6 separate regions of the Mus musculus genome follow, and all the other regions are linked to region 3. The links are chromatin contacts, called in public Hi-C and HiChIP or PLAC-seq maps. All regions are on one chromosome and are shown on one strand. Each heading gives the region's core, a stretch centred on a gene start, on an enhancer-like site or on the middle of the called end of the contact. The rest is flanking DNA. Distances are from core to core; before and after follow the strand shown. Region 1 overlaps Adcy2 (adenylate cyclase 2). Region 2 has its middle 7.3 kb from the start of Gm35514. Region 3 holds the start of Adcy2 (adenylate cyclase 2). Region 4 overlaps Adcy2 (adenylate cyclase 2). Region 5 overlaps Adcy2 (adenylate cyclase 2). Region 6 has its middle 34 kb from the start of Gm35514.

Region 1 (4,287 bases), core at 1,305-3,804, 380 kb before region 3:
CAAACAGTATGCCACTGGGTCACAGGAACTAGTCTGCAAGGGCTCCAGAGGGTGGGACAGAGCACGTACGTAATCAAGACGAAGGGGAAGGGCTGCAGTCAGAAAGTGCGTGGTACCTTCCTGCAAGCACACGCTTCTTGTCAGGAAGAGACAGCTTCTCAGGAAGCCAAGTTGCTCTGAGAAAGGGACCGTGACATCTCGGTGTTTACAAAGTACGTCTTCAGGTCCCCTTTCCCCTTCACGTTGATGATACCTCGACATGTACACGTGTAGCCAAGCGTCTGCAGGATGAGGCTTGTCTCCTCAGTCACCTACAGGCCACAGAAACACAAAGGGATTACTTTACAAGGCAATGTAGCCCACTTCATACAGGGTCAAAGTCTTCCTGTTTCTGCTTCCTATACAGACAATGTGGTACATTTATACAATGGAGTACTACTCAGCTACTAAAAACCAGTGAATTCATAAAATTCTTAGGCAAATGGATAGAATTAGAAAATATCATCCTGAGTGAGGTAACCCAGTCACAAAAGAGTACACATGGTATGCACTCACTGATAAGTGAATATTAGCACAAAAGCTCGGAATACCCAAGATACAATTCACAGACCACATGAAGCTCGAGAAGAAGGAACACCAAAGTGTGGATGTTTCAGTCCTCCTTAGAAGGGGGAACAAAATATTCAAGGGAGGAAATACAGAGACAAAGTATGGAGCAGAGACTGAAGGAAAGGTCATCCAGAGACTGCCCCACCTGGGGATCCATCTCATATACAGCCACCAAACCCAGTCACTAAAGTGGATGCCAAGTGCTTGCTGAGAGGAGCCTGATATAGCTGTCTCCTGAGAGGCTCTGCCAGAGCCTGACAAATACAGAGGTGGATGCTCACAGCCAACCATTGGACTGAGCAGAGGGTCCCCAATGGAGGAGTAAGAGAAAGGACTGAAGGAGCTGAAAGGGTTTGCAACCCATAGGAAGAACAACAATGTCAACCAAGAACCCCCAGAGCTCCCAGGGACTAAACCACTAACCAAAGAGTACACATGGAGGGATCCATGGCTCCAGATACATATGTAGCAGAGGATGGCTTTGTCGGACATCAATGGGAAGAGAGACCCTTAGTCCTGTGAAGACTTGATGCCCCAGTGTAGGGGAATTCCAGGGCGGGAAGATGGGAGTGGGTGTGTGGGTGGGGAGGCACCCTCATAAAAGCAGGGGAGGGGGTATGTGATGGGGATTTCCGGAGGGGAAACTGGAAAAGGGGATAACATTTCAAATGTAAATAAATAAAATATCCAATAAAAAAATAGAAAAATCCCATTCCTGGGAAATTAATAGAAAAAGATGTACCAGAGAATATTAGCATCAATAATGCTTAATTTACTGCTGGTATAAAAAAAAAAACCCTGAAAAGAGCAAAAATTGCCAAGTAATGTTCAAGGTTAAAACACCCATGGCTTATGGGGAAGGGATAACTAACATTAAATACCTTGGAAAACCTTACGGAGACACACTACTGTAGAAACTTCCTAAAGTGTATACATGTTTTGGAGTTTAAATGAGTTATCCTATAATGTGGGGGTCAGGGTGGGGTGGCGGCAATACCTCTCTCGGACACCATAGGCTATCAAGTAAAAGCCTGTGTCAGGTATGGTTACCTCTTTTTGAGTTGGTGGCCAGTTGGGTCCTGGAGAAAAACATTACAGGCTACTGCCACTGCTCTTGGTTACCTCACAGAACCCGATGGTGACATCCTGTTATTGAAAACACCATATACTTGAGTCACAGGGCATGGGGGAATATTTGGTACAGACCTGGAAGCTTCATCCCTTCTGATTAGGGTTCATCATATTGGAAGATTCTAGGCCTGATACTAGTGGAGGAAAACAGCCAACAATCGTACTTCCTGATGAACCTGCAGGCAGCAATGACTGGCCTAGCAAGAGTCTCCTACAAGTACATAAACCACAAGACTGAATCCACACTAAACTGAGTCAAATACCTGTGGCTGGAAAGGTCACTAAACTGAGTCAAATACTTGTGGCTGGAAAGGTCATAGCCCAATGGGACACATTAATACCACCAGTCTGCTGAATGGATGTGGTATACATTGCTCCCTAAGCTCTTATGGGTCTACCTATGAGTTAATGGATCTCTCAATGTTAATCAGAAAAGCTTCTTTTTCACTCGGTGACAATTAACAGAGACTGGAAACTGGCCAGCATGCAGAGAATAGGAGATCGTGAACTGCTCAGCTCTATACAGTCTTTCTCTACCACACCTTTTGCCCCTGAGGCTGAGGGATCTTCACAGAAGAGTGGATGGAAAGATTGTGCTGGCCAGGGGCAGTGGCTAAGCAGAGTGAAAGCGTTCAATGGACACAAGAGGGCAGCTTCATACAAGAATGTGACTGTGCTGTGTCTGCATGTACAGTATCTGTGTAGGGAAGCCACACCGCGTTCAGAATGGAAGAGGAAACTAGGGTGTTCATCCCTAGCTAGCTGAGGAGCTGCTAGGGGGAGGAGAGCCAGTTTCCTGAGGGGAGCCGTATACCTGACCACCAGTAGATGGCCTTATACTCATGCACATACTAGCGGCATGAGGTGGACTCTGTGGGGTTTAAAAGAGAAGGGAATGTGAAGCTGGAAGAGAATGGTTTATGGAATTTTCAATCATAAAAAGATGGCATTTCTGTCACATTTGGAGCGAGAGCAGGCTGCATCCTAGGAGAAAGGAAGCCTACTCTGTGCTCACACCAGGTTCTGAGTCAGGACAGGCAGCAGCTTGCAAACCTTCTCGGTCTCCACAGAGATCTGTCCTAGTTCCTCCTCAGGCAGTCTGTGGAGGTGCTCCACCTGTCTGAGATGCTCCACCTGTCTGAGATGCTCCACCTGTCTGAGATGCTCCACCTGTCTGAGGTGCTCCACCTGTCTGAGGTGCTCCACCTGTCTGAGATGCTCCACCTGCCTGAGATGCTTCACCTGTCTGAGGTGCTCCACCTGCCTGAGATGCTCCCCCTGTCTGTGATGCTCCCCCTGTTTGAGATGCTCTGTCTGAGATGTACTGGATCACATGGAGTGTTAGTACAGAAGTCCTGAAGAGTCACACAGGAGACACTGACATGTTGCACAGTGACTGGTAACACATATACTTATGTACATAATTAAAAATAAAAATGAATTAAGAGACAGACTTTATACCCTTTGCTGTATGGTATTTCTTATTTCAAATATATGGATGGCCAACGGCCTCCCACATTCCCTTCTATGCCGTTCTATGTCATTCATTTTCTTCCAAAATCTACAAGAGACTGCCTTTGTCCTTTGTGGGCCACTGTTTGGCCATGTCCACACCTAGCTTCTTCCATCTATCCCCTTAGTGATTTCATACTACCTTTATTGCCTCTGTCCTGTGGGCACTGCCCATACTCACCAAAGACAAATATTCAAAAAGACAAATAAGAAAAGAAAAACTAAAAGGTACGGAGCAAAGCAGGCAGGCCAGCATCCTTGTGCTCTCTGCAAGTGGTTGCAAGCCTCTACTCAGAGAGCCTTCTGGGAAGGCAACACCCTATGGCCTCATCAAGGACTGACAATCTCTCCCACCTCCTTTTGGGTGGCTTCTGATGCCAGGTCTCCACACAAGGCTAGAGACGGAATTTAAAACAAATTCCTTTGCATATCACAATTTGAGTGACATTTATATTTCTAGCATTGCTTGGGAAAGAGAAAGTGCAGGTCCAAAGCTTCTACAGAACAAAGGTACTGTAACATCCCAACCCTCCAGTATAGCTGGTCTTAGCCAAGACAGGACCAAGGGCATTTCTAGCATATGGTCAAATACATGAACACACAGTTAAGCTCTCTGTCTCTAAGTGTCTACTTCATATCTGCCTACTGTCATCCCCCCAGTCTCTAATTGCCATAAGAGAGTTCAAGCAACGACTAGAGATAATTATTCCCGATGAATGGGATCACTGTGTGTGGCTGTTGGGGTACCCCCTCCAGTGGACCTTGAATATACAACAGATGTGACATTTCTCTAACAGCTAGGATAGGTAGAGAAGATATGCCTAGGTAGAGATACTTCCCACAGTGTTCAAAAGCAATCTTGTATAAACTTCCCTTTCTGGTCTGTGAACTCGCTTTTCATCATGGTTCAAAACATTCCCTGTTTTATTATTTTGTCATAATTGTGACCACACAGCTGTGATGACCACAGCACACCTCTTGTCCCTAATGCAGTGCTGTTCCACAGTGTGTGGGCACTGGGCGATTGATATATTC
Region 2 (4,633 bases), core at 997-3,496, 390 kb after region 3:
ACAACGACCGAATCAGTTCATTGTGTGCTCTGCCTTTATTTCATTACTTACACTTTTATTATAAAATAGTCCCATTTTCATCCTCTTTGTGAGCACCTAATTGTGCCTGGGTGGCCAACCTTCTGCCTCATCTCCCTGAGCAGTTCTGTCCTATTTGTTTTAAGTGTTACTCCCCAAGGATGGGTGCATGCCACAGACTAGGCAAGCAATTTGGCTTTTCTGCAAAAGCTTGGGTGGTAGCAGCCACATCTGAGCATTCCTCAGGACAGGGAGCAGTTTATATATCTGACCCACAAATCCCCAAATGCTTCTGGTCCCTAGTACTATTCTCCCCTCAAACATGAATCCTGGCACTCTCCCTTGCCAAGTTTCAGGATGATCTTGTAAAGCAAAACTCAAGTCCACAGGACACAGATACACACAGGCTGGTCCCCCTCCATCTCCACTTACTGTGATGGCTCCACACCCTGGGTCCCCCACTTGATGATTACTCTCTCCCTTCAGCTAGCATGATTAGTTTCCCACCCCAGCACCTTAATAGTAGCTAACATGCCTTCTGGGAAGTACAAGGAAATCAATGCAGCCCTGTGGGCAAGCAGTTTGATTACCGACCTATACAGGACGACCTACTAAGTCTGCAAGTTGAAAGTAGACTATCGCCCAGGCTGTACCAGCCCAGGCCTGTCTGTATTACAGCTCCAACCTCATCCTCGCCCAGTCTTGTGAGGAAGAGAAGAAGGGGCCTGGTCTCACCTGAAAGAATGTAATCTATTGTCCCCAGCACGATCTCTCTCTTCCTCGTGTGGAGAACAAACACTTTGTCTTCTCAGGTTTCTGATAAATTTTATTTCATTTTCTCAGCTGAGCTTGGTGTGCTTGCAGCCTCTTTTGACTCTTTTATTCTTTGGCTGCTAAACTGTGTATCTGAAAGGAAGTCAGTGACTAATGGTTAGTTACCAGTCTCTATCCACAGTTAATGTAAATAAAGAAACCTTGGAACACCGAGTAAATATTGATTTTCATGGCCAAAAAAAAAAAAAAAAAAAAAAAAAAAAAAGCATTTGTGGCTGGCAATATAGTAACCACAGAGTTAAACTGGGAAACAAATGAGTTGGTTTGTTTAAGCATTAACACATCCATTTACTAAATACTGGTGGTGAGCTTTGGCACCCAGAGTGTGGGGGCAGCCACAATGGAATTTCTGAGCTTGGATGCCTCTATATTTGCTTCCCAGGCATCATCTAAGTAAGGTGCTGGGTGGGGTGGTGTTACCAAAAGAGTATGAATGTAAAGATTACAGCCGTGGATTCCATCATTTTCATAATTCTGCCATCAACCCGTTTTTCTTTCTCTCCTCAAATCTTCTTTTTCAAAAATCCTCCTTTTGGAATTAATATATAATTACATCCTCCTTCTCTCATTTTCTTCCTCCAACCTGTCCCATGCACTTGACCCCAAGTTCAAGTGTGTGTGTATGGGATGGAGGGAGGGTATTCCTAAGAACATACTGCGTGGTTCATACAATGTTATTTACTTGTATGAATATGATTTCCATTCCTAGCTGATGTGTCAGGGATCATGGCGTTAGAAGAGACAGAAAGATGGGAAAAGCCAGAGGAACAGGAAGTTCACTGCCGCATCGTTGTCTCCTGGAAATGTCTGAGAAGCTAAACCCATGGACTCTCATCATCACGGCGGCCTTCACAGACCCTGAGCTGAAAGGCACCAATAGTCCTGCTGAGGTGGACGTTAGCGTTCTCCTGGGGCCTCAGACCTAGACAAAGAGCTTCAGGCAGTATAAAATGAGGGCAGGAGCGGGATGATCTCTGTGAGTATGAGGCCAGCAAGGTCTGCCTACCCAGTGAGATCATGTCTCCAAAATATAATACAATGTGGAGGGAAAATATATAAGAGTTGATAGCACAGAAACACCCAGCCCTTGCTGAGGATCACACCAAGCTTGGGGTTGTTCTGGCTGCTTTCTCTCTGGAAAGTCCACGGCTACTCGCACGGGCTTCTGGGCTTCTCTGAGACTCAGTGTGGAGAATGTGTTAGCCACTTCTTACACTGCTGCTGCTGCGAGTGCTTATGGAGTGAACACTATAGCAGTAACAATAATGGGAATACTCCCGTTACTTTTTCCACCCCCACAGAGTCCTGGCGGTGAGCCGTGGCACACTGCTCGCGTCCTTCCCCCTGAGGTATTCCGTCAGCGTTCGCCCACCCTTGGATTTCATAATCTCCTTTCTCGTCGCATTCCATGGACTCTCAAACACACACCACGCTTCACTCTCTACTCCCTTATTTTGGTTGGTGTTTTGATTTTACCGTTTCAGCAGAATTACACGGATCACTTCCTGGTATTATTTTTCTCTATTTTTCTTAGCGTAATCCCTGAGTTGGTTTTTGGTCAAAACACTCCATTTCCTTTTGTAGAGACTTATTTACTCTGCTAGAGGAATAGACAGAGAAATGGGTTTGTTGGCAATTCATCAGAATGAGCTGTTAGTTAGTCTGAACTTTTGTCAAATTAATGAAAGCAAATAGTCACATCCCCAGTCGAGAAGCTACAACCATAGGCCAAGGAGAAGCGGGACTGTTAATGCTTTCTCGCCTTCCAAGGCATGGGCTCTGAAGGACACCACCGCGGTTCAGGTTCCGTCTCTGCTGACCTTTAGTTCTGTCACTTTGGGAAATGAGTGACTTCTCAGAGCATCAGCTTCCCCAACAGGTGAGGGCAGCACAATCCCTGTCCTTGGGTCATTTCCAAAATTACATCACTAGCTAAGTGGCATCAGAGCTGATGCTATTAACCTAACGAGGACCTCATGTTGGCAATCATCTTGGTTATCATTGTATTATTAAACATCAAATATTTCTACAGGAGAGATTTGGGGACTAGGACCTTTTAGAAATTTAAAACCACATCATAAAAATTCCCACTCTGACCCATTAGCATGAAATGGCAAGAAAATTGCATGTCATCATGAATCAGGGGTTGTCACGGAAATCGTTCTTTTAGGCTAGAAGGAAATCTCTGTTACAGAAGCAAAGAAGAAATGTCAGCTCCTCCTTGTAATGCACTGTCTGGCTACAGCGGGATTTTTTTTTCCAGAAAAAAGGAAGAATTAGCAGTGAGGATCAATAGACACTCAAGTACAAGAAAGGCTGCCCCAGTGAAGCAGACAGGTGATACCTGAGTGTCCACCTTGACCCTGGTGTTCCCTCATGACTTTCTAAGCACAGATCTTTTTTTGTTTGTTTGGTTGGTTGGTTGGTTGGATTTTTTGTTTTGTTTTGTTTTGTTTTTTGTTTGTTTGTTTTTAATTACATATTTTCTGTATTTACATTTCAAGTGTTATCCCCTTTCCTGGTTTCCCCTCCAAAAACCCGCTATCCCTTCCCCCTCCCCCTGCTTACCAACCCACCCACTCCTGCTTCTTGGCCCTGGCAGTTCCCTATACTGGGGCATAGAACCTTCACAGGACCAAGGGCCTCTCCTCCCACTGATGACCAACTAGGCCATCTTCTGTGACATATGCAGCTAGAGCCATGAGACCCACCATGTGTTTTCTTTGATTAGTGGTGTAGTCCCAGGGAGCTCTGGGGGTATTGCTTAGTTCATATTGTTGTTCCTCCTATGGGGCTGCAAACCTCTTCAGCTCCTTGGGTATTTTCTCTAGCTCCTTCATTGGGGAACCTGTGCTTCATCCAATAGATGACTGTGAGCATCTACTTCTGTATTTGTCAGGCACTGGCAGATCCTCTCAGGAGACAGCTATATCAGGCTCCTGTCAGCAAGCACTTGTTGGCATCTACAATAGTGTCTGGTTTTGGTGATTGTTTATGGGATGGATCCCCAGGTGGGGCAGTCTCTGCTTCACACTTTGTTTCTGTAACTCCTTCCATGGGTATTTTGTTCCCCCTTCTAAGAAGGATTGAAGTACCCACACTTTGTTCTTCCTAAGCACAGATCTTAACCTGAAACAACAGGCCACTTTATGGCTCCTAAACCTTCCATCGCTACCTTCCCTTGGAAGCCCCCTTGTAAGCTGAATCCCATACAACTCATTAAAACCTGTCTATCCCCATTGTCCATCTGTCTGTCCTCCTGCCAAGGCACAGCACACTGGCCTCAGTCACAGTGTGCTGTGTGGTACTTGGTTTCTCCAGCTCTCACCTCAGCCCCATATCTTCCACATTATTCTTTGTACGGTGATGACCATCACTCAAATACCTTCACCACTGAGACCATTATTGAGACAGGGCCTCATAAGCCATAACAGCTTTAACCTTGATAAGTAGCTAAGCATGACTTGGAACCCCTGATGCTCCTGGCACTAGCCCCGGTAGCTGCTGCAATCACAGGTATGGACCACCACACTCAGCTTATAGCAATGGTGTGGATCAAACTCAGAAATTTATGTGTGTGGTAGGCAAGCATTCTGCCCACTAAATGATATCCTCTATCACTCTAAAAACACTTTTCAAAGCACATGGTATTTAAACTCCAGAGTTTGGCATTACATGTAGCAAGTAACAGATGCTTAATAAATATTTAACAAATTAAGCCAAGAGGCTCTTAAGTGAAGCAATACAAATTCATCTTCTCCTGAATTCTGTCCCTTCAAAC
Region 3 (4,506 bases), core at 172-2,671:
GAGCTGAATCTGCTTGAGACTGGTGAAAACAGGCATGTCTTTACATTCTAAGCTCTGGGAACACCGTTCAGCAGAAACATCCCGCATTATCCTCTAACCACACAACTCACGAGCTGATCCAGGCCTCGGACAAGACAGTCTGCACAGGCAAATCATGGTCAGGGGGAAAAGTTTGAACCACACTGAAGAGAAGGGAGCGCTAAGAGGAAGTTACCGCCATCTACAGATTTCCTTACAGGGCTCCAGGGAGCCAGCCTGAGATTCCTGACTGAAAATTATGAACCAGAAAAACTGACATCAGCTATTGAGCTGCGTTAATGCTTCTAGCCGTGAAAACATGCTTTAACCATCAGCAGGGAACCATGATCGAGTCCTGCACTTCTCTAAAAAGGGGAAAGCAGCGAGGGTCCCTTCCATTTTTAGCTCACTTATAGTCTCTGGAGATGAGGCTTGGGCATCTGCTCAACACTCCATCACTTTCTCTCTACATGGCTAAACACGAAAAGATTCAAAAGCCAAGATGCACAACATTATCTGGTTTTCATTTTCGCTGTCATGAACTGCTTTCCCAAAGCACCTTGTTTTTTAAGAGTTAAATGATGCCCAGACCAAACTCAGAGAGGAGAGCCGGGGGCGTTCCGCGGACAGGGATGGGAGGCAGCTAGCGCGCCAAGGAAGCCTGAGGACTGCCTCTGCTGCGGGCAGCGGCGCCGGGAGAAAGCGCAGAGTTGGCCACGGGGCGCAGAGATGCTGAACCCACACGCCCTGCCCGTCCACCTGGAGCAAGCCCTGGCAACTTTATTTTGGGCAAAGCCTTCCAAGGAAACTTTTCCTCTGTCCACAGCTCTCGCCCTAGCCAGGCCGGCCTCGGGCAGGGCACAGGGGTGAGGAGCAGCCTGGGGCGGGACACGGTCGCCTGCGCGGTCCCCTCGGAGCCACGGGGAGGCCACTCACCAGCCCGAGCGCGAAGAAGACGGCGAGCAGGGCGAGGCAGGCGCCCATGACGATGAGCAGCAGGAAGACGATGAGAGGGTGCTGCTGGCTCATGCAGTAGTAGGACTCGTAGAGCCAGTCCCGGGACCGCTGCAGCCCCTCGCCGCCGCCCGCCGCCGCTGCTGCCGCCGCCTCGGCGCGGTCCCGCAGGTAGCGGCGCCGCCGCATCGCCTCCTGCCACATCGGGGCGGCTCGCGGGGCGCCCGCTGTGCGCGCCCTGCCCGGGCAGCGCCGCTCTGTGGTCACCTACCGCCTGCCGCCCCCGCGCTTCGCGACCCGCCGGCTGCCCGCCCGGAGCTGTGCTCAGGGGCCTCGGGCGCGGGCGGAGCTCGGAGCCCCGGGCTGGGCGCGCTGACGCGCGGGCGGGGGCCGGGGGCGGCCTCAGGGCAGCTCCCGGGCGCCGCCGCCGCCACCACCGCTCGCGAGGGCGGGAGCCACCCGGCCCCTCGGCCCGCCTCGCCCCACCCCGCGCGCAGCGCACCGGCCTCCGCGCAGGGGCGGCGCCGGCCCGCGCCCACCACCGCCCCCCGACGGCCAGGCTGGGCTCCAGAGAAAGCTTCAGACCGAGTCCTTGCCCTCCAGCCTGTCGCAGGCTGCACAGTGGGGCGCCTCCTCCTCTCGCTTTTGGACTCCAGCCAGGCAGATTGGGGCTTCAGCCTTGTTCTCCACTACAGCAGAGAACAGCCTGAGGGCTACTGTTGGGCTCCTGGAGTCTCCCACCTGACTGCCAGAGTCCCCACTGCCTCTCCATGATCTCACAAGGCAGCAGTGTAAAAGGCTGCCATGCTTTAATACCCCCCAGCCTGGAGAGGGGGTCCCATATCCCTGACCACCCCTCTTTAGTATGCCTACTTAGCAAAATGTGGCTTCTTTCTCACTTTCTCTATTGTAATTTGACTCCCAGTACAGAGCAGGAGTTAGGACCCTCCAGGACTTGTGGGAGTCCTTTTGAAAGAATGGCCCCCACGAACTCAATTACACAGTGACTGGAGACACCTGTGGTCCTCAGGCAGCGGGCCTCTCCTTTTCTCTGCCTTTGCTCTCCGCGCCTTAGAAGTACCCTATGGACCTCTGTGTTTGGCATCGCAGATCTCCCCAGAACCCTTTCAGTCAGACAGGGATGGCACAGAAGTTGGAGCAAGGAATGAGAATCATCCTCTGTGGGCAAGGTTGGCTTGGGAATCACTCATCCCATGCCGCTTGACACTCTCGGGGACCAAATGCACGAAGCATGACAGACCTAGCTAGATCCTCGTGGACAGGCTGGGCAGGCATTTCGTGGTTGTGACCTCAACCTTTGTTCTTTCTAGATGACAGGACTAACCACTGACCTTCAAAAGACTGCTTCTAGAAGGTTCCTATTTTCCTGTCCTTCCATCCAAAGAACCCACAAGCCATTTTTCTCCCCCAAATCATTTTCTAAGGAGTCCAAAACACAACACCGCCTCAAGAGCTATTCCACATTCTCTGTCAGCCCGGAACTGCCTTAGACCTTTGCATGTTCCCTGACAGCAGCCTGCCTACCTGAGTTGCAAGCCAGCCAGCATGAACAGGTAAGCTGAATAACTGTGTGACTCTCAAATGCTGGACCTAGGCCATGCACAGAGTCTCAGACCCAGGGATTTCCAGGGATTTTATTTTTGGACCCAGAGAGTGAAGACACAGCTGTGTTCTCAACCTCGATAGAGGGCAAGGATGGAGTTAATGGGAGAGTTGACTTGAAATCCAGGACATCCCAGCTTTCCTCACCCAGTCCTGGAGGAAATCACGATGGATCCCTAATAGTGAAACCAAGCTTGTCATGGAGCCTCCCTGCCCTGCTTGACCTCTGATAAACAAAACCTCACCCTTTACCAGACATTTCTATGGAGCCTCAACTTCTCCTGCAGGCTCAAACCCTCTGATTGACTGGGCCCTTTCTTCTGAACCAGCAACCATAAATTTTAAGGTTGTATAGGTGTTTAGACATCCCGAAAGCAAGCCTCAACAACAAATAGCACTAATGAATAGAACTTATAAATAGCCAGGGCTGATCCACTCGCAGGAAACATGGCTAAGTAGGCTGTGCAGATTCTATGTGCAGGACTGTCTAGGTTAGGCAGAATTGTGCATTTCCAGTCCCTCCCTGCTAGGGAAGTTCTGTTACTCACCTCCTCTCCAGCTCCCATTTCCTCACTGCTAGCACTAAGAAGCATTCTCCTTCACCCACACGAGAAGGAAGAAAAGACAATCAGTGATCTAAGTATAAAGGGTGGGGAAGTGTAAGACCTATGAGGGAACAGCAATGCTTAAGTACTTTCTTTTCTCTAGCAGAAAAGAAAAATGTATTTTAACATCCGTTGTCCATCCATGACATATGTGGTAAGAAACTGCAGCTCAAGAGATTTTGTTAAAGTAATCTTAAAATATTTTGTAAAAGTGAAATAAAGACAAAAATCTAACTGGAAAGACCCTGCATGTGCCTTTAGGGGGTGTTTAGTGTCCCACTCTTCCATTTAATTAAACAAATATTTATTTTGTGCCTACCATACATGCACTAAATGCTGATGGGGGGGGGGAGTATAGACAGCCTGGGGCCATTGGAGGTGTTCCCTGTGTCCTTAGAAAGACAGAGACCCATGGAAGCAACCAGGAATAAAACCCAGTGTTCCTCTCTGCTTTGCTCTCCCTCTCCCTCAATGGAGTCACCACACACCAGTCTTTGGAAGGAAGCACCATGGCAGTTAAGGTGGTGTCTGCCTCCTCTGTGGTCGCATCAGGACTTGTTGTTCTGTTTCGTTTGGGGTGTTTATTTTTTATGAGAGCCTCTGTCAATGTTTCACATGCAATACTAAAAAGAAAAAAAGTGAACTATTTAAAATGATTGTTATTCTGTCAGTGTTTTGGTATCCATGGGACCAAGAATCTTTTACAAAGTTTGCAACAGTTCTTATTTTTGAAAGGGAGGCAAAAGAAGAGGAAAGATAACCCCTAAGCGGTGTGAGACAAAATGAGAAATAACCTTTAGTAGAAAGCCAAGACATGAAATATAGGCTTGTGACAATAAAGGGACCCTAAGGAGTCCTCTAGCTCATCTCTGCGCCTTCAGGTGTCAGCACTGCTGCAAAGCAGTAAGGCATATGGAGCAAGGGGGCTTGCCCATAAATGTACCCTGCATCAATTTGTGACAAAATGCACAAAGAAATCAACTATGGAGGCTCTAACTAGGCCTGTGGGAGGAAAAGAACATTTGAAAACGTCATCTTTCCTGCAACGCTAGAGGGCACCCTTCTATCTTGCTAGGGAGAAGCAGCAGGCAGGCTCTCTGGGGAGGGGCTTAAGTACTTGGTGCAAGGTTTTGTTACCTTCACTTTGAATTCTTAATAGTTTTCAAAAAGGAGCCTTGCACACTGTAGATGGTTCTACAAATTAGAAAGCCAGTTCTCCTAGCAAGTTGTATCCAAAAGGTTTCCTATCTTCGCCTGTAACTGGAGCCTCTGAATTGTCTGGCTGCAGGCAAGTTTTTTCTGTGCA
Region 4 (4,582 bases), core at 1,739-4,238, 290 kb before region 3:
AGTACATATTGTGTGAGTTCCTTTGTGAATGTGCTACCTCACTCAGGATGATGCCCTCCAGGTCCATCCATTTGGCTAGGAATTTCATAAATTCATTCTTTTTAATAGCTGAGTAGTAGTGGATGGCAGGATCAATGTTGATCCTGCCAATCCATGAGCATGGGAGATATTTCCATCTTCTGAGATCTTCTTTAATTTCTTTCTTCAGAGATTTGAAGTTTTTATCATATAGATCTTTCACTTCCTTAGTTAGAGTCACGCCAAGATATTTTATATTATTTGTGACTATTGAGAAGGGTGTTGTTTCCCTAATTTCTTTCTCAGCCTGTTTATTCTTTGTATAGAGAAGGGCCATTGACTTGTTTGAGTTTATTTTATATCCAGCTATTTCACCGAAGCTGTTTATCAGGTTTAGGAGTTCTCTGGTAGAATTTTTAGGGTCACTTATATATACTATCATATCATCTGCAAAAAGTGATATTTTCCAGTCTTTCACTTTGAAGTAGTGTCTGTCTTTTTCCCTGAGATGGTTTTCCTGTAAGCAGGAAAATGTTGGGTCCTGTTTCTGTAGCTAGTCTGTTAGTCTATGTCTATTTGTTGGGGAATTGTGTCCAGTGATATTAAGAGATATTAAGGAAAAGTAATTGTTGCTTCCTGTCATTTTGTTGTTAGAGTTAGGATTCTGTTCTTGTGGCTGTCTTCTGTTAGGTTTGTTGAAGTATTACTTTCTTGCTTTTTCTAGGGTGTAATTTCCGTCCTTGTATTGGTTTTTTCCCCGTTATTATCCTTTGAAGGGCTGGATTAATGAAAAGAAATTGTGTGAATTTGGTTTTGTCATGGAATACTTTGGTTTCTCCATCTATGGTAATTGGGAGTTTTGCTGGGTATAGTAGCCTGGGCTGGCATTTGTCTTCGCTTAGTGTCTGTATAACATCTGTCCAGGATCTTCTGGCTTTCATAGTCTCTGGTTAGAAGTCTGGCCTGCCTTTATATGTTACTTGACCTTTTTCCCTTACTGCTTTTAATATTCGGTCTTTATTTAGTGCATTTGTTGTTCTGATTATTATGTGTCAGGAGGAATTTCTTTTCTGGTCCAGTCTATTTGGAGTTCTGTAGGCTTCTTGTATGTTCATGGGCATCTCTTTCTTTAGGTGTGGGAAGTTTTCTTCTATAATTTTGTTGAAGATATTTGCTGGCCCTTTAAGTTGAAAATCTTCATTCCATTCTACTCCTATTATCCGTAGGTTTGGTCTTCTCATTGTGTCCTGGATTTCCTGGATGTATTTTTGAATTAGGATCTTTTTGCATTTTGCATTTTCTTTGATTGTTGTGTCCATGATCCCTATGGAATCTTCTGTACCTGAGATTCTCTCTTCCATCTCTTGTATTCTGTTGCTGATGCTTGCATCTATGGTTCCTGATTTCTTTCCTAAGATTTCTATCTCCAGAGTTATCTCCTTTTGGATTTTCTTTATTGTTTCTACTTCCATTTTTAGATCCTGGGTGGTTTTGTTCAATACCATCACCTGTTTGGTAGTGTTTTCCCGTAACTCTCTAAGGGATTTTTGTGTTTCCTCTTTAAAGGCTTCTAGCTGTTTGCTTGTGTTTTCCTTTATTTCTCTCTTTAAGTCCTCCATCATCATCATGAGAAGTGACTTTACATCCATGTCTTGTTTTTCTGGTGTGATGGTGTATCCAGGACTTGCTAAGGTGGGAGAGTTTGGTTCTGATGATGCCAAGTAACCTTGGTTTCTGTTGCTTCTGTTCTTATTCTTGCCTCCTGCCATCTCTCAAGTGCTTGCTGCCCTCGATATATCTGATTGGAGCTTGTCCTTCATATAATCCTAGTTGATTCAGGACTCCTCAGAGTCCAGCTTTCTCTGTGATCCTTTGATTGTGGGATCCTGTGAACCTGAGATTCTAGGTGTATCAGAGTTCTTTGCAGTCAAGCTCCTCTGAGACCCTGAAATACTGGTGTGGCCCAGCTCCTGTTATCCTGGGATCCTGTTGTCCTAAGATCCTGGGTGTGTTACAGTGCCTGGAAATGGTGTCTCCTTTGAGGACCTTGGAGCTGTCTGGTCTGTTCGGAACCAAAGTAAACCAGAACTGATCAAAAGGAACCTGAGCCTCTGTCCAGGAAGGGCTCCAGTGTCCTTGTTCCTGCTGTCACAGGCCTGTCACAATTGGATTGGAACTGATGTTGGATTGGAACTTAGGATCACCAGTGATCCTAAGATCCTGTGAAGAGTCCTCTAGGGACCGTGGGGGTGTCTGCTGACTCCTTGCCCAAGGTGACCCGGTGCTGGTGCAGACCAGAAGGGACTTGTGCCCCTGGTTAGGCTGGTTTTCTGCTTCCTTAATGCCATCTCAGGTCCCTCGAGATTGGATTGGAACCGATGTTGTGTTCCACTTACCAGTGATCCTAAGATCTCGTGGAGAGTCCTCTAGGGACCGTGAGAGTGTCTGCCGACTCCTTGCCCAAGGTGACCCGGTGCTGTCGCCAACCAGAAAGGGTTGCAATCTCTTTCTTAACTGAAAATTATGAAGCATTTTCCCCCTCAGTCTTTTGTCTTCCTTGGGGATTTTTTTTTAAAACAACCATTCATCTTTCCAGTGATCGACAGCCCCTGCATCACTTAGGATGTAGGTAATATAGAGGTTCACCTAACAGATAGATGCAGGAAAATGAACTTATGCACTCGCCAGTGGCGCTGTGCCCCAGTTCCCTGGGCGATCATGACTCCACGACAAACTTCTGCTCCCTGGCAGCCCTAGTGGAGCACACACATTTCTCTCACATACCAGCTGCTTCAGGCCTGGTACTAGAAAGGAATTTAATTTGTTGGCATTTTTGAACGGAAGGCTGATCAGCTGACAGTGGGAAATTTCACTGAGGAAAAATTTTTTTTTAAGCAGAGAAGAAGGGCGCCTTGGGGGCCCATGCCTGCTGATGCTAATTTGTAAAAAAGGAGGAAATCTGGTGGGAACCTCTCCAAAACAGGGGAGACAGCTGAGGAACTGTGTGCATGAGTAATGCCCTGGCTGGCTATCACTCCTGTGAATGCCAGGGTTCTGGCTCAGTGCCCAGGATGAAAACCTTTGTTGTATAGAGGGGAAGATAGTGCTTGCTTCTAATTGCTAAGCATCTTTATCAGGAAAGGGTGCCACTCAATCTGAGCAGGTTAGCTGCCCACAAATCCTGGCTGCACTACACAGGATAAACGGCAGTACAATATTGAATCCTGGTAGATTGAAAATGCTTTTTTCTTTTCTTTTTTTGGCTCCTACAGAATACGCAGTGACTAGAGAAAATCTATTTCAGAATATATATATATATATATATATATCCATTTATAATAAGAAGGATGAATTTCCTAAAACTTCCTTTAAGCTATAAAACAAAAGTCATCTTCTTTGGAGACAGCCATATGAAAGTAAGTGTGAGAGGAAGGACCCTTTAGGAATTAGGATGGCAAAAGCAGTGGATAGAGCTCAGGGTATAGATCCTGTAAGCAGAACAGGAATCTGTGTTCTGAGCAACCCTGCCTTGGCTATATGTGGGGATGTGACTGGATCACCAGTCTGGATGCTGCTCCTGTCTGTTGAATGACATTGGAACCAGACCTCGGGTGTCATGGTGGAGGTAGACCGTTTCTATCCCCCAATTTTGGTGCATCTCCTAAATGAGGTTAGGTTATTTCTTTAGAGGGAGGATTGGTACAGAATCCTTTATTAGTGCTCAGTCGATGCCCATCAGGGATCACTATTTTCCCTTGTCAAAAGACTGGAACCTATTCCTGTTCTTGGATCGAGACCTTGCATTTTAAGTTACTCCAAAAAGTTAATCCAACCGGGCCTGTCAATCACCTGACATGGAACCACTTCTAAGGCAGGCGGATTCACCTTGAGCCATGCTGAGGTGATAGAAGGAATAATGTACTTTCCCTTATCAGACACTCTGCCCTCAGAATTGTCACTTGCTGAGGGCTAGGCTAAGCCTGCCTGATTTTCTGAATTACTTGGCAAAGTGTAAGTTTTTCTTTTTTCCATCTCTTTCTTTCAGATACGTGCCATAATCCCAACCTTTAAAGAAAGAGTGAGGGGGCACCTCTCTCTCTGTCTCTGTCTCTCTGTCTGTCTCTCTGTCTCTGTCTCTGTCGCTCTCTCTGACATTTCTACCATACAGTTGCTTACAAATGGCACAGGTTTCCTCTCTTCTCCCTTTTCCATTATTTTCCTGTAGGAATCCTCTCAGATTTAGAACTTACCTGTGATGCTTTTTTTTCTTTCAAACTCTAATAAAACTTTCTTCAAGACTGTCTCTGGGTCTGTTATTAAATTCTCTTACTAATGAGTCTAAGAACACTGAGATGAGACTCCAGTTCCCCCAGTTACAATATAATGCTTTTTGTCAGTTGGTTAGAACCTGAAGGACTCTATCCTAAAAGACAGGACTTGCATGGCTCACATTTCTTCCTGTGTTTCACGTCTCTCTTAAAACCAGCTGGAAACTGACCTATGACAGTGGGTAGATTTAAGATGAAAGAAGGGTGCATAATTCACAGAACTTACAAAAAAATGA
Region 5 (4,081 bases), core at 821-3,320, 340 kb before region 3:
CAGACACTGTCACATGACTAACATGGTGGTAGGCAGTCACTTTCTTCATTGTTTATCCTGCTTTGTGAGTTTCCATTTTCCCCACTGAAGGTTCAAGGGCAAGCGAAATACTAAGATTTGATGTAGCTCAATGGGCTCTGAAGTAAGGGTGCCTGGACTTGTACTGTGAGCTGAAGGACTTGGGGGAAGTCCTTTTCAATGTCACTGCCCTCATCTGTGAAAGGGATGCACATTTCAAACTTCTGGGCCGTTCTGGATACCACATCAGATTTATACACCTGGCACATAGGCTGGCCCACAGCACTCTCATGGTAAATGGTGATTTCAGTATTAAGTGCAGGGTGACGTCAGATATTTATATACCCAGCACATACACTGACCCTCTGCACGCTCTCCCCAAGTGGCCCTAGTGATTTCAGTATTAAGTGTATGGTGACAGTGGAACAAAATGGCTAGAAAATTGGAAAAAAATGGAGATCAGTAAATTTCACAGAAAGGAAAGTGTGAAAGGTAAGGAAGGGTAGATCCCAGTGGGCTCAGCTCTGGAGCCTCAGAACCCTGCAGAAAGGCAGGTATGAATTTGTGCTCTTCCTTCTGGATCACACCTGCAGGTGTGCATTTGTGCTCTTCCCTCTGGATCACACCTGCAGGTGTGCATTTGTGCTCTTCCCTCTGGATCAGACCTGCTGACCCTGTTAAGAAGCTGAGCTCAGCTACCATGAGGAGGTCTCTATTTCTCCATGAATTACTAGAAGGGCATAGGGCTGCTTTCCGATTTTATCAGCACTGATTTTTATGACACGGAGCTCAGGCAAATGTGTCTAAAGGCACAGTTTAAACGGGTGTGGAAACCTAATAACAACGGTGACATCAGAGAACTTTAAACTCATTTCCTTTCTCCATGTTAACCATAAAGACACTGTGATGGGTGGTTAGAGAGAGCAGCATAGCACAGCTACCATTCCTGGAAGGTGCAGGTTGAACTTCTGCATGCTTCTGTCACCTAGTTGTTTTTAAAGCTAGGGGACAGAGACAGAAATGACAGTCCCTCTTCTTGAGCATCAATCAAACTAAGAATAAAAAGTTAAGCATACAGGTCAGAATTTTGTGGTAGTTTTTCAGCGACCCCAGACAGAGTCAATTCCCTTTTGATGTCTAGGTAAGAGACCAGCGGCCTCAAATACATGGAGACAAGGAGTCAGAGGCAGGGTCCTCATGGATTCAGAACCTGGTTGGGTTTCCATTGAACACAGAGAAAGCACACATACAAGCCACCAGGGATGCCATTCTGGAAATGCCTCCCACTAACGCTTCATGAATGAGGTCACAGAGGAAGGGGTTGACACCATGGTCCCACCTGACTTTCATATCTTCCAAATGACTAAATGCAGCAGTGAACTGGGAGTGGGATATCTGGAAAGCAGCCGAATGAAGGTTTGCTCTCCTTGTTGATCTTTGGAGGATGACAAACTACAGACCCCAATAAACCTTACAAAAAGCAGTACCGGGAGACCCTGGAGAACACTGTCCACCGGTAAGTGGAAGCCCTTTTATGCTGTGAATTTCCCCATCTATTCAGGAATTACTGAATTTTCTCAAAATGTTCTCCCCCAAACATCTTTTATTGAGTAAGCAAAAAGGACTGCCAGCGGCTACTGTTGGCCCTCCTCATGAGAGAACCTCTGCAGACAAATGATGCTGGGACTGCTGAAATCTGAAATCACATAGAGATCTATTCTTGGGTTACTCCTTTCTTCAAGAGTGTGTGGATGGGATGGGCAGGAAAGACGTAGAGAAAATAAAGTCCCGGATATACTCCCAACAGTCCGGTCCTCTGTGTAGCTGGCTCACTCCGCCGATTTCCTGCTGCAGCTGCAGCATGGGCACAGTCACCTAGTGGCTCCAAACTGAAGCCAAGCTGACCTTGGAGCCGTACTCCTCTGAAACCGAGGCTCTTCCTCGTCTCTTTCCAGCTTCCAGCAGTTTGCTGGCCACTTTCCGTGCTCTCTGACTTGACGATGTATGTTGTCACTCTGGGGTCTGACTTCATCATCACTGGGTGACCTCAAGCTCTTGTGTGTCTGTCTTTTCACATGTGATCTTAGAGGAGTGCAGTCATCCTGGGCTAGAGGTCATCTTCCTCTTGTTTGATCTCATTTTAATTTAATTTTATCTTTGGCTGTCCTATTTTCTCATAAGCTCACATTATGAGGTCCTTGAAATTAAATTTTCAGTGTATCTTTGTGGGGGCGGTATCATAATTTGAATCATTGAATGGGTTTGAACTAATTTTATGTAAAATGATAGTTCAAACTCTTTCAACTCGTTTGTTGTTTCTCTCTGTTCCACCTCTCTCTCTGTCTCTCTCTGTCTCTTTGTCTCTGTCTCCCTGCCTCTGTCCCCTCTCTCTCACACACACATCATGAAGATAAAGCCTTTTTGATCTCTTCTATTTTGGTGGTAGGGTGTCAGGTAACAGTATTACTGAATTGTGAAGCCAGAAGATGCAGCCAGTGTAACTGGAAACATTTCCAACAGTGATTTCTAATGGAAATTTCTAATTTCTAATGGTGATGTGTGTTTTCTTTCTAGCCATAAGTAGACTCTGGGGACTTGAGCCCACATATTCCTGAAGTTATACACTAATATGCAGCTATGTGACCGTCTGCCTGAAGCTGTTAATTAGCAATCATTCTGACCCTCAGAACTCAGGGATCCAAATGAACAAAAAGTCCTGATAAGTGGGGTGAGAGAGATGGAGGAATCCCTTAGTGAACCAGTGTCTACCTGAAGGGAAAAGGTTCTGATGAGGTAGACAGGACATTCTCGTTACTCTGTGGAGAAAAAGTCATCTGTGTATATGGGCACACACATTATCTCACAGGCGCAGGAGATGTTGCCCTTGCTGAAGACTGAAGCTGCACTTAGATGTTGTACTGAAAAACAGAGGTTGGGCTTACAGGGAAGGTTAAGGGTTAACATGACAGAGGCTGGAAGCTGATAGGAGGGACATGGCTGTGGGTGTGTGACCACAGCTGACTATGCACTCCTACCTGACATCCTGGATGGCAATGTAAGACATCCCATCTTTATATTATATTCTAGCGTCTAATGTGGCTAATTGTAACAGACTAAATTGTAAAGCTGGTTCTAGCCAGAAACTCCTGCCTATGAGGCCCCTGCATTGACAAGGATCTGAGGCAACCAGGAAAGACTGTGGCTGCTGTGTCTTGGTGTTAACCCTCTGACATGGTACAGCAACAAGTTAATCATGTATGTATGAGAACAGAGGGAGCTGGGACATCTGGCAGCACTAAGTTTGGAGGGCAGTGGCACTGGCCACGTGACTGGCAGATAATCAACAGTCAAGGAATCCGTTCAGAAAGTACAAATGAGAGGTGGATAGACAAGGGTTTTAGCCACCCTTATCTGGGTGGGTATCAAATGCACAGACCAAGGAGTTCAACGGCTTTTCCTCTCTTGGAAACCTCGACACTGGGAAGTTCTTCTCACTTCTTGATTCCTCAAGTCTTCCCAATTTCTCATTTTTCTGTAATTCTATTTAATAAAGGTTTCTTCCATTACAGAAGAGTCTTTGCCTTTGATTTTCCTTCATCTGAGGTGCAACTTCGGAGCCACTATCTCAGGTTGGCCTTTGTGACCTTTGAGTGTTAGGGACATCAGGAGCCTGGCTCAGGCACAGCAGGCAGAGAAAGGTTTCACTGAGAAACTACTCAACATCATTACTTCTAAAAACTTCATATCTGGGGGTGGGTGGGTAGAGAGATGGCTCAGCAGTCAAGAACATGTACTGCTCTTGCAGAGGACCTTAGGTACAGTTCTTGGCAACCACACAGCGGCTCACGAGGGTCTTTCTGACACCCTCTTCTGCCCTCCACAGGTACTAGATATATACACAAAACATGCATATATGCAAGTGAACTATGCAGAAACATAAGAATAAATAAATAATAAGTTATTTTAAAATATGTTTCTTAGATGACATAATCTATTAAAAAATATCTATAAGGAACCCAATTTCTGCTGTGCCATGAACTACACACAAGCTGAGATAATGTAT
Region 6 (4,092 bases), core at 1,379-3,878, 430 kb after region 3:
GGTGGAGGTGAGGAGTGAGGAGGGTGGAGGTGAGGAGAGTGCAGGGTTGAGGTGAGGAGGTGAGAGGTGAGGAGGGTGGAGGTGAGGAGAGTGCAGGGAGGAGGTGAGGAGAGTTCAGGGAGGAGGTGAGGAGAGTGCAGGGTGGAGGTGAGGAGGGTGCAGGTGAGGAGAGTGCAGGGTGGAGGTGAGGACAGTGCAAGGTATCCTCACAAACACTTGAGTTGGGTTCTTCCCTCACCACACCCTGCTGGGTGGACACAATGAGACAGTCTGACAGCCCAGCAAGGGAGCCTTACCACACAGCAGATGGTGCCTGCACTTCTCAGGTCCCAGGATGGTGGAAAATCCGAGCTCTGTCTTCTATCACAGCTGTCTGTGATAGCTAATCTTAACTGTCAATCTGATTGGATTTAGGATCAGCCAGGAGGCACTCTTCCGAGTGAGTCTGTGAGGTTTCCTGAGGGGTCTACTGACAGCCATCCTGGATGTGGGTGGTACCATCCCATGGGTCAGGGTCCTAACTAAATACCAAGATTCATCTCTGCCCAGGACCTCAGTTCGTCCTGCCAAGCCTCCCTCCCAACACAGGGACTCTCCTCAAGTGTAAACTCTTCCTTCTAAAATACCACCCTGTGGGTATTTTCCCACAGCAATGGGGAAAATAACTAACACCCTGTCTAAAAGGACCCAGAGCGCCGTGGTGAACTGTATGTCTCCTTCTGTAAAGGGAGAGACACAGGCATGATGTCACCCTGTTCAAGACAGGGCAAGGGCCTAGAGCATAACACCCTCTTCTGGCCCCCACAGGAACTGCCACATGATACGCCACAATCAGAAACATACACATAAATAAAAATTAAATTAAACTTCATACCAAGACATTGTCTGATGAGGGTTTTAAAGCCCATGCTCACAGTGACACACCTACTCCAAATAATGCCACTGTGGTGGTTTATATATGCTTGGCCCAGGGAGTGGCGCTATTTGGAGGTGTGGCCTTGTTGAAGTAGGTGTGTCACTGTGGGTGTAGACTTTAAGACCCTCACCTAGCTGCCTGGAAGTCAGTATTCTCCTAGCGGCCTTCAGATAAAAATGTAAAACTCTCAGCTCCTCCTGCACCATGGCTGCCTGAATGGTGCCCTGCTCCTACCTTGATGATAATGGACTGAACCTCTGAACCTGTAAGCCAGCCCCAATTAAATATTGTCTTTATAAGAGTTGCCTTGATCATGGTGTCTGGGCCTTGATTCTTCACTGTCTGCTGTAACTTGACTCCTGGGCTCAACAGAAGAAAACCAAAAACCCCACTGGTCCTTGACTTCTGCTGGCTGCCTGCTGTCACCACTACTCTGGCTCAAACACCTTCCTTCCCAGGAGTTATTTGATGTTTGTCCTGACGTGGTGGCTGTGCCTCTTTCCCTCTGGACCACTGTCTTCACCAGCTTTACAAACATTAAGCCTCTTGTAGGACCCCAAGAAGGAGCCCCCCCACTCAAGTCTCGGGACACATGGTTACCCAAAGAAACACGAGAGACTTCCTTGATGCAAAAGCACAAGGTAGCTTTAATGGCGGAGCTCTGGGTCAATTCATATCTCACAGGAGACAGAGGAATCGACCACGAGGCTTGGAAGCTAGGGGTTTTTATAGAAAAGGGGTGGGGCTGGGGGAGGAATTGGTGGGGTTTCACATGATTGGTCCATTTAAACATCAGCAGCCTGTTAACATTTAACTTAGGTCAGAAGGGTGGGAGATAGGGAGGTGCCGGGCCAGTCCGGACATGTAACAACAGGCCTGCCCGGGCATGTCCTGGCCTGTTCTGCTATGTTCTCAGCCCCAGGTTTCAAAGCCCACAAACAACTCTTTGGGCTATTTGACATAAATTACATGAATCACAGGTCTCAAGTTTTATTTCCTTTCACTCTCTCAGTCTCTATGTGCACAGCTCCTCACCTGGGACCCAAACAAGCCTGGGTGAAACCTCCTGATATCAGTAATAGCCAGAGGTGCAGCTGAGCTCACGGCACCAAGTCCACCCATGACATCAGAAACTAGAGACATTAGCACATGTCACTCTAGAATCCCCAGGCCTCACACAATCCACCCTTTGTACCTGGGGTTTCCTTTCCCAGGTTTCCCCCAGTCCTACCCAACCACCTCATGAGCCTCTTCCCTCAAGGTCTACTGAAGACCCCTGGCTGCCAGAAGAATCTGGCAGACTGAGCCCTTCTCTCTCTAGGAGGCCATCAGCCCTGGATTGCATTGAAGAACATTTGCAAGTCTCTCTCAGCAGGATGCACTCTCTGGAGACCCAGGCATCTCCCCAGGCCCTAGGATGTATGCCAAGGAGAGCTAGCTAACTAAACACATGCTCTCAGCTCTTGATAACTGCATCCCTGGGATGTAAAGAACACTCGCATCCTCCCAACTCATCTTATCTCCTGAATTATTCCCACCAGCAATGAGTTGCTTCTCACAACTCAGCTCCCCCCACTCTTCCCTTCGCATCCCCATGTGCCTGCCACAGCAGAGCTCTGATGAATATGGAGGAGACACAGCCACAGCCTAGGCCTGATGAGGAGAAAGAGAGGGAGCCTTCAGGCAGAACCTCTGAGGAATAAATCAGCATTAAGGGCATGTTAATCTACCCCTCTGTTAATGTATTCTGCCGTGCTCTGGCGACCCCAGCATTGTGTCAGGAGTTCTGTGAGTTATGTTCCGCAGCAGCTTGCAAACCTTGTCTTGACCTTAGTGTAAATCAGGGAGCTATAAAACTCCCCAAGGGAGCACAAAGGGAAATGAAATCGGAATACTTTGCAGGAAGGCCTGAAAAATGGGACCAGCCTGCTGTCACCCTGTCACTTACAAAACAAATCTTTCTTAAGAAAAAGATCAAGATGCACGGCAGAGTTGGAAGGAGATAATCTGCCAAATGGCTTTTACTGAAAATAAAAGACAAAGGACCTTGGAAGCGAACTCAAGGTTGACTCCAGAAAACATTTGCAGAGGAATCGCCTGCTTCAGAGTAGTAGACAGAAGATTATTGGCGAGGCTCAGCCCCAGGGTGGAGCTGTTGAGCTTTTGGGGAGCCCCACTCAGCGATTGATAGGTTTCCCCCAAAACCCCAGTTACTTCTGAGGAATTGTTATAAAATGAGCAAGTAGGGTGCTCAATCCCTCAGGCTTCCCGTGATCTCCCCCACCATCATGAATCTACCATGTTGTGATGGAGCCAGAGCGCCCTCACCAGGGTCCACCTTATGGGCTCTGGCTAGCTTTAAGACTCACAACCATGAGTGTTGCCTGTGCCCTGGACAGCTCTCCGCCTGACCCTACCTGCCCTAGGGGGTTGGGGGCGAGTTGGCGCAGAGTCAACGACATAGACTCCAGGATCAGGTGAGAAAGGCTGCAGCAAGCTCCTCTGAGCACTGCTGCAAGCTCCTTTAATACCCTCCATCCACGCCCCATTGGTCCCAAAAAAGCATATCTTCTAAACAGCAGTTCCTGGTTGGCTGGCATTATTTGCAACAGCAATCCTTGGTCTCTCCTGCAGTCCTCAATTAGGTCCTCCTGCAGGAATGCTGGTGTCACAGGCAGTCCTCAATTAGGTCCTCCTGCAGGAGATGCTTTTGCAGTTTCATGGCCCCCAGTGTTTACAAAGAGTCGGCCCGCAGTTCCTACTACACATGAGCTGAATAAACCTTCTTTCTTTAACATTACTCAGCCTCGGGGATTTTGTTACTGCAATAGAAAACTAGTTACTGTTATCCCCACACTCAACTCTTGGATCTAATATATGCCTTGATCCAATGCATCTTTTGTTACAAGAACCTGGGAGGTCACAGAACAGGACATTTATGTTTCCTTTGTGAAACAAACCATCTAGCATCTTTCCTCCGTGGTTCTTTCCTTTCCTCTGCGCCAAAAACTGAAAGCGCATCTTGTCCAGTTGCCTGAATACCCAGTCTCTCTTCCCCACTCCACTTCTGCTTGACTTTCCTTTCTCTTTCTCTCTGAGTTCCCTTGCTGTTGCTTAACCGAGACCCAGCATACTGTTTCTGGTGAAATAAATCACGGGACCTCTTATACAAATAT

The links. A called contact is a pair of places that touch in the nucleus more often than the background predicts. HiChIP or PLAC-seq counts read pairs in DNA pulled down with a chosen protein or histone mark.
Region 1: a Hi-C map of cortical neurons shows a contact between it and region 3, with 3 times the contacts expected there. The contact joins the enhancer-like site here to the promoter of Adcy2 in region 3. A contact is called at or near these places in 4 of 39 promoter capture datasets (cranial neural crest, embryonic stem cells and hippocampal neurons), 20 of 484 Hi-C or Micro-C datasets (adipose-derived mesenchymal stem cells, cerebral cortex, cochlea and 11 more), 7 of 115 datasets of contacts at active chromatin or transcription factors (VIP interneurons, astrocytes, embryonic basal ganglia and 4 more) and 3 of 9 other capture datasets (adipose tissue, embryonic stem cells and macrophages).
Region 2: a contact with region 3 is called in a Hi-C map of muscle stem cells, with 7 times the contacts expected there. The contact joins the enhancer-like site here to the promoter of Adcy2 in region 3. A contact is called at or near these places in 3 of 39 promoter capture datasets (embryonic stem cells and neural stem cells), 4 of 484 Hi-C or Micro-C datasets (cortical neurons, embryonic stem cells, liver and 1 more), 7 of 115 datasets of contacts at active chromatin or transcription factors (VIP interneurons, astrocytes, craniofacial prominence and 4 more) and 4 of 9 other capture datasets (adipose tissue, embryonic stem cells, liver and 1 more).
Region 4: a Hi-C map of cerebral cortex shows a contact between it and region 3, with 5 times the contacts expected there. The contact joins the enhancer-like site here to the promoter of Adcy2 in region 3. A contact is called at or near these places in 1 of 39 promoter capture datasets (hippocampal neurons), 5 of 484 Hi-C or Micro-C datasets (cerebellar granule neurons, cerebral cortex, forebrain and 1 more), 3 of 115 datasets of contacts at active chromatin or transcription factors (SST interneurons, astrocytes and embryonic forebrain) and 2 of 9 other capture datasets (adipose tissue and liver).
Region 5: a Hi-C map of muscle stem cells shows a contact between it and region 3, with 2.8 times the contacts expected there. The contact joins the enhancer-like site here to the promoter of Adcy2 in region 3. A contact is called at or near these places in 2 of 39 promoter capture datasets (cranial neural crest and hippocampal neurons), 2 of 484 Hi-C or Micro-C datasets (cerebral cortex and muscle stem cells), 3 of 115 datasets of contacts at active chromatin or transcription factors (embryonic forebrain, forebrain and neural tube) and 2 of 9 other capture datasets (adipose tissue and macrophages).
Region 6: a contact with region 3 is called in an H3K4me3 HiChIP or PLAC-seq map of neural tube, with 7 times the contacts expected there. The contact joins the enhancer-like site here to the promoter of Adcy2 in region 3. A contact is called at or near these places in 2 of 39 promoter capture datasets (both in embryonic stem cells), 6 of 115 datasets of contacts at active chromatin or transcription factors (craniofacial prominence, differentiating embryonic stem cells, embryonic basal ganglia and 3 more) and 3 of 9 other capture datasets (adipose tissue, liver and pancreatic islet).

The regions. Positions count from the first base shown.
Region 1 is chr13:68,620,562-68,624,848 of GRCm38.p6, forward strand. Adcy2 (adenylate cyclase 2) reads right to left here. Exons shown (of 25, transcript NM_153534.2): 25 at 1-311. The coding sequence ends at 159. Among named protein-coding and RNA genes, the nearest start is that of Gm34903, 19 kb to the left of the region's middle. Within about 2 kb of position 2,555, at least 14 of the 459 cell types and tissues checked have an H3K27ac peak or open chromatin away from gene starts, as enhancers often do. A contact at or near this core is called in cortical neurons, where this site is marked.
Region 2 is chr13:69,385,930-69,390,562 of GRCm38.p6, forward strand. No RefSeq gene overlaps it. Among named protein-coding and RNA genes, the nearest start is that of Gm35514, 7.3 kb to the right of the region's middle. Within about 2 kb of position 2,247, at least 3 of the 459 cell types and tissues checked have an H3K27ac peak or open chromatin away from gene starts, as enhancers often do. A contact at or near this core is called in muscle stem cells, where this site is marked.
Region 3 is chr13:68,998,120-69,002,625 of GRCm38.p6, forward strand. It overlaps Adcy2 (adenylate cyclase 2), which reads right to left and starts at 1,422. Exons shown (of 25, transcript NM_153534.2): 1 at 955-1,422. The coding sequence starts at 1,176. Gm35161 (a long non-coding RNA gene) reads left to right here and starts at 1,426. Exons shown (of 5, transcript XR_873632.3): 1 at 1,426-2,546.
Region 4 is chr13:68,704,598-68,709,179 of GRCm38.p6, forward strand. The region is part of intron 14 of Adcy2 (adenylate cyclase 2); the gene reads right to left. Among named protein-coding and RNA genes, the nearest start is that of Gm34903, 100 kb to the left of the region's middle. Within about 2 kb of position 2,989, at least 41 of the 459 cell types and tissues checked have an H3K27ac peak or open chromatin away from gene starts, as enhancers often do. A contact at or near this core is called in SST interneurons, cerebral cortex and forebrain, where this site is marked.
Region 5 is chr13:68,658,206-68,662,286 of GRCm38.p6, forward strand. The region is part of intron 18 of Adcy2 (adenylate cyclase 2); the gene reads right to left. Among named protein-coding and RNA genes, the nearest start is that of Gm34903, 56 kb to the left of the region's middle. Within about 2 kb of position 2,071, at least 1 of the 459 cell types and tissues checked has an H3K27ac peak or open chromatin away from gene starts, as enhancers often do. A contact at or near this core is called in muscle stem cells, where this site is marked.
Region 6 is chr13:69,427,168-69,431,259 of GRCm38.p6, forward strand. No RefSeq gene overlaps it. Among named protein-coding and RNA genes, the nearest start is that of Gm35514, 34 kb to the left of the region's middle. Within about 2 kb of position 2,629, at least 24 of the 459 cell types and tissues checked have an H3K27ac peak or open chromatin away from gene starts, as enhancers often do. A contact at or near this core is called in neural tube, where this site is marked.